Regions from separate parts of the Sus scrofa genome. Here region 2 is linked to region 1. Evidence: chromatin contacts called from public Hi-C data. All regions are on one chromosome and are shown on one strand. The core of a region is the stretch at or near the end of the contact, and the rest is flanking DNA. Distances in the headings are between cores, read along the strand shown.

Region 1 (3,053 bases), core at 232-2,731:
CAATGAGCTCCTGCCGTATAGCACTGGGAACTCTATCTAGTCACTTATGATGGAGCGTGATAATGTGAGAAAAAGAATGTATATATGTATGTGTGACTAGGTCACTTTGCTGCACAGTAGAAAACTGACAGAACACTATAAACCAGCTCTAATGGAAAAAAATCAGTGAATATTTTTTTTTAAAGAGGAGTTCCCACTGCAGCGTTGGATCTGTGGTGGTAAGGGTTCAAGCCCTGGCCCAGGCACTGGGTTGGGGATCCGAGGTGGCTGCAGCTGTGGCTCAGATTCAGTCCCTGGCTGGGGAGCTTCCATAGGCCATGGGTGGGGCCAAAAAAAGAAAAAACCAAAAGACAGACAAAGGAAAAAAGCATGAGGAAGCATAGGCAAAAGCCTAAGCAGACAGATGAAATGATTTCACGTTTTCTGAGGTAACGCAAAGGAGCCGAGGAGCGCCTGAGCTGGCTGAGGGAGGGCCAAGAAAGGCTTTGGCGACAAGAGCAGGTGTAAGCAGGAGTCAGCAGCTGTCAACATTGTGAAACCCCAGCACCGTTCTGTTGACTCTGTGATGGGTACACAAAGCACTGTTCCCTTGGGGTGGCAGCTATGAAGGTCTCCTTGGCCGCGGGTCTCTCTGGAAGAGGGACCCCTCTTCCTGCCCCACCACTGTCAGCCCTTCCCTCCCAGGTGATCTTTGCAAAGCTCTCTGCCAGTGGGGCTGGGGGCGAGGGTGAGACGTGGGCATTCGACAGCAGTGCAGTATTCCTGATCGCCCAAGGAAAAGCTGAAGAGGCGTGGGGGCGCCCCAGAAAGGCCCTTGGTGGAGCTTGGAAAAGGCTGTTCTCGGAGTTCCCGTGGTGGTTCAGTGTAAACGAATCTGACTAGTATCCACGAGGGTGCAGGTTCGATCCCTGGCCTCGCTCAGTGGGTTACGGATCTGGCGTTGCCGTGAGCCGTGTTGTAGGTCACAGATGCAGCTTGGATCCCACATTGCTGTGGCTGTGGTGCAGCCCTAAAAAGACCAAAACCCCCCCAGTTCTCTGAGCATTTCTCACATGTGTGTCTGTGCGTGTGGTTTTTAAGTTCATGTATGTACGAGTGTCTCAAGGCTCGCAGACACTCAAACATTTGAGTTTCCTCGGCTCTCCGGCACCATCGAGGTAACCTCAGAAAACGTTAATCAGTCCATCTTCCCCCTTCCCTGACCTGACCTTCCTGCCACCAGGACCCAGCGCCATGGTGGTGAGGGTCATGGTTGGACATTAACGGCTGGGCTGGTCCCTGCTCAAAAGTCACCGGAGGGGGATGGGGTCTCCTACCGGGAAGAGCCAGTCTTGGGCTCGGATTCCTGTCCGGACCCTGACCTTATTTGCACTGACGTAATCAGCCAACATTGGCACAGTCCCGGGAGGTCCCCCCCAGCAGGCATGGGCGGGGGCGGTGCTGCCGCCACCTCTATATAGGGCGTTCAGCCGGGGCCCAGCGCTGACCTGTGGCCCCCCCAGCTCATCATGGCTCGGGCGCTGGGAACAGTGGGGGCACCGTGGCTGTTGGGGCTCTGCTGCTCTCTGGCCATCGCCCACCCTCTTTCTCTGTGAGTGAGGCTGGGGCAGTGAAGGAGGACTGGGGCCCAGGCTCCAGTGGGACAGGGACAGATTTTAGGGCCAGGGTCACTTTGGGGTCAGGAGCTAAGAGAGAGGGATGGGGCCCTGTGGACCCCCCCACCTGTGTGTCTTCTCCCTAGGACTGCTGGCCCTAAGCACGGAGCTGAAGGCAGGAATGAGTCCAAGCCGGACCCAGACGTGACCGGTGAGGCCCGGCTCCCTGCGTCTATCTGTCCGGCTGTGACTGATCACCTGACTGGCCTTTGACTCGCTGTCTCTCCACCTCCTCAGAACGCTGCTCGGATGGCTGGGGCTTCGACGCCAGCACCCTGGATGAGCACGGGGCTATGCTGTTTTTTAAAGGTAGGAGGGGAGGTCCTGGCCTGGCTCAGTGTGTCAAGAACGCGACTGGGGAGTTCCCTTTGCGGTGCCGCAGAAATGAATCTGATGAGCATCCATGAGGACGGGCAGCTTCGATCCCTGGCCTCGCTCAGCGGATTAGGGATCCGGTGTTGCCGTGAGCTGTGGTGTAGATCACAGACACAGATTGGTTCTGGCACAGCTCCGATTAGACCCTTAGTCTGGGACCCTCCATATGCCACGGGTGTGGCCCTAAAAAGAAAAGAAAGGCAGGAGGGGCTGGGGGTGGCATTTGGGACTCAGACTTGGCCCCTTCACTGAGGGTGCGTCCCTCTGTGCGAGACCCTAGGGATCCCCTGAGGGCATCGCCCACGGCCTCGTTGTCACCATCTCAGGGGCCAAAAGCTTGTTCTGGGTCCCTCAGCAGGCGTGTTTTGCAGGGCCGTCTGTGTGGGCGGGTCAAAACTGGACCCGGGGGTTAATCTCAGAGAGGTGGAAAAACGCCCCCAGCTCCGTGGACGCCGCCTTCCGCCGTGGTCACGACAGAGTCTTTCTCATCCAGGTATGACCGGGCCAAGGTCAGGAAGCTCAGAGTCCACACTCCGGACCCTCCCCCGGGTGGCCCTGGCATGGGGCCCTCCCCGAGAGGTTCCAGGGTTCCTCCCCCTGTGCCTGCCTTTCCTGGAAGAGCTCAGACTAAGGGCACGTGTGTGCACGTGGGCAGCACAGCCCCCAGTGGCTGCTCGTCAGCCCTGACCTTCGGCCACGCCTCTCTGCCTCTCCTCACGCCGGTGACCGTCCTCTCCCTTCTGGGACTTTCTTCCTTTGCTTCCATGGCTCCACATCAGGTCTCATCCTGGGCAGCCAGGTGGTTCGCAACACGATGGCACCTGGCCGAGGGACAGGTGGAGATGAAATCTGGCCTACTGTGCTCACCAGGTCTCGCGCCCCGGCCCAGCTGTGTCTACCTTCTGGCACCTTCTCCCGACTGGCACAAAGATGCTGGAGGTTGGGGCGCCCTCACTGCTGGTTTTGTTTTCCCTCCTGCCTCTTCTCTGCTCTTCTCAGGCCTCTCATCCTGGGCCAGTCCCG
Region 2 (3,053 bases), core at 204-2,703, 40 kb after region 1:
CGCGATTTTCAGCAGCTTGCACACCTTGATGGCTACGGAGCCCACCCAGGCCACACTGACCTCTTCCTGGGAGGGAAGAACCGGGGGTGAGCGGTCAGAGACAGCCCGGGGACCTGGCCGCCCCTCGATTCCACCCTGGGGCCCCCTCCTCCAAACTGGGGCTAGGATGGATTCGGTATCACCATGGTGAAGCAGACCTTGCCCTGTGACTCGGGCATCACCAGGCCAGTGGCATTTTAGCTCGGTGGCATTTCAGGTCTTTTCCTGCCCGCTGGCTTTCTCAGTCCCTGTCTCAAGTGCCATGAAATTTGGGGTGGGCAGGATGACGACTGTCCAGAGCTTGGGGACACACACAGGGACAGGGCCTTGTCTCCCTGAGGAGCCCCAGAAAGCTGACCTACCAACCAGCGCTCATCACAGCCCCATCAGGGTCAAGGCAGCCCAGCCCCATCAGGTCCCACACCTCTGGATCGTCCTTAATTCAAGTCCTTTTTGAGTCGGAGGGTCTTGGTGGCACCTTAGTCCCAGGCACCTTGCTTAGGGCTGCAGGTGCTAAAGCTAAGGTGGAGGGCACTGGGTCAGGCACACCAGGGTCAGAGCCCTGGCCCTACCCCTCACCAGCTGCTGGCCCTCCTCCTGGTCCTTCCTCCAGCAAGTGACTTCAGCTCAGGACCTCTATTCATTTGTGAAATGGGGTGAAGAATGGTAAGGAAACCAGCCTGCAGGCTTGATTTAACCTCCATAAAAGGGCTAGCACCGTGCCCAGCCTGAACTCTTTCCTCACTTCACAAGGTCACAGAGGAGGTGGCAGTGGTGGCTTGCAGCCACGGGTGTCCCCAGAGGAGGGCAGATTAGGTAAAGGTTTGCGGACCACAGCCTCTCCATCGCGGTTGCTCTTAGGCTAGGTCTTAGCCCAGCCCCCGCTCCAGCGCGCCCCTCCATCCGGCGCCCCGCCCCGCGCCCCCCTCCCCTGCCGGCAGCCCCCAGAGCGCTTACCTTTAGCCCGAGGTCGAGGGCAGTGAACAGGCCTTTGCAGACGGGACAGCTGAGGTTCCACCAGCCAAAGGCTTTCCGGAGCTGGGGCGCTATGCGACTGAACTTGGCGGGGTGGCCTTGGGCGGGAAGAGGATGAGCCCCAGCAGGAGCCCAGAAAACCAGGGGGTCAGACAGGGCCAGGGTCAGTGCCAAGCCCATACTCAGGAGCCTTAGGCTGGGGACCCGCAAGAAGCTGTCCAGTCTCTGCTCCCAGCCCCACCTGGGGCGGCCCTGGCCGGGAGGCCCTCGGTGGCGGGGCATTGCCGGGCTTCCTAGACCCGACGAACCAGCCCGGCCCCGGCCGGTGCGGGCCCTGGTTGGCTCTCCGGATCCCAGGCGGCGCGGTCGGCTGACTGCTCGGAGCTGAGCCACAACGCCGCTCCGCCCCTTCCTCTTCCTCCGTCCGCAGCAGCTGATCGCGGTGTCGGGGAGGCGGAGGTGGAGGCGAAGTGGGCCGGCCGCGCCCGACCCGCCCGGACCCCGCCCGCGGTCCCGCTCCCGCCCTCGCCCTGACCCCGGGCGGTCCAGCTGTGCCAGGCCCCGGCAGGTGCCCAGCCCTGGCTGGAGCCCAGCCTGGCCGGCGAGAGGCCCCTCCAAGGCCCCTAGGCGCCTCGCTTCTCCAGAGCTGCGTTCTTCGGATCCCTCTGATAGCTGACTGCCAGGCCCACCCGGCTTTAAACTTTGGGAGGGAGATGGGTGGGGGATGGAGGCGGGGGAGGGGCTGGGTGGCGGGGGCACCGCGGGCAGGGACTCTCACACCTTGTCGGCCCTCTGTCCTGGCGGGCACCACCAGCCCTCAATTTCTCTAGTTCTGCCACTGGTACCCGCACCCTGACTGATGATCTTACTGACTCAGAGCCTCCAGTTAGAAAGGACCCTTTATTCGCAGGGGGGCACCCCTACCCCTCATTGTGTGGATGAGAAAACTGAGGCCCAGAGGAGATGAAGTGGCCAAGAAGAGGTGTGGACCCTGCAGCCAGCAAGGACGAGGATTACAACTTGGGCCTCCCACCCTCCCGCAGCCATGCCGGTAAAAGCTATTATTTCCCGAGCTCTGCAGGAGGTGACAGGCTCGGGAACAGGCATTTTATAATTATGAATCCTCCGTTCTAACAATACTAAGACGTGTGTAATACCATTCTCACCTCCATTCTCCGGTCCTGTCGGTTCTTTTCGTTGAGAATTTTTTTTCCAAGTGACTCTTCCCCCTCCGTTGTGTGGGCATCGTTTCAGATGGAGTACCAGGGTATCATAGGAAAGGCATTTGGTTTGGTCGCCAGTTCCTGGCACAGGACTCCTAAAACCCTTTGGATTTCCTGAGTGAGAGCAGTGTCTGGTTATAGAGAGCGCTTCCAATCACACCTGAATTTATGCTAATAAGGTAACTTAGGGTGGGGGCCCCTAAAGGACCTCAGGATGGGGCTGGTCACCGGGAAAGAACTCGTGAGCAGCCCTGGAGGCTGCATGAGGCCTCTTTCCTACAAATAAGAAATGAGGGGCCCAGGAAGGCTTTGGTGCCCAGGAGCCCCCAGGGCCCTGCCCTTGGTTTCATTCCTGGGCTGTACCTTTTGCACCATCCAGGATGTGTAAGTGAAAGGTGTTTTCCTGAGTTCTGGGAGCTTTTCTAGCAAATTATCAAACCCGAGTAGAGGATCATAGCCCTAGAGCTTAAGTATGGGTGGCAACCTGGGGCTTGTTTTGTTTTGTTTTGTGTTTGTCTTTGTAGGGCCACACCCACGGCATATGGAGGTTCCCAGGCTAAGGGCCTCTTCAGAGCTACAGGTGCCCGCTACGCCACAGCCACAGCAATGCAAGATTCTGGCCACATCTGCAAACTATGGCACAGTTCACGGCAACGCTGGATCCTTAACCCACTGATCGAGGCCAGGGATCAAATCTGCAACCTCATGGTTCCTAGTCAGATTCATTTCCGTGCCCCACAATGGGAACTCCAACTTGGGGCATTTTGTATGTAGACAAAGCAGGAAGTTTCGGAGGAAAAGAACCTGATAGAGCTT

What was found. Hi-C and Micro-C count contacts between places; a contact is called where the count stands out from the background.
Region 2: a contact with region 1 is called in a Hi-C map of liver, with 2.0 times the contacts expected there. The contact joins the promoter of SMPD1 here to the promoter of HPX in region 1. A contact is called at or near these places in 1 of 5 promoter capture datasets (liver), 10 of 47 Hi-C or Micro-C datasets (alveolar macrophages, embryonic fibroblasts, fetal heart ventricle and 5 more) and 2 of 2 datasets of contacts at active chromatin or transcription factors (alveolar macrophages and skeletal muscle).

What each region holds. Positions count from the first base shown.
Region 1 is chr9:3,286,807-3,289,859 of Sscrofa11.1, forward strand. It overlaps HPX (hemopexin), which reads left to right and starts at 1,482. Exons shown (of 11, transcript NM_213953.2): 1 at 1,482-1,591; 2 at 1,742-1,806; 3 at 1,893-1,964; 4 at 2,402-2,523. The coding sequence starts at 1,509.
Region 2 is chr9:3,327,040-3,330,092 of Sscrofa11.1, forward strand. SMPD1 (sphingomyelin phosphodiesterase) reads right to left here and starts at 1,454. Exons shown (of 6, transcript XM_021062347.1): 1 at 997-1,454; 2 at 1-66. The coding sequence starts at 1,296.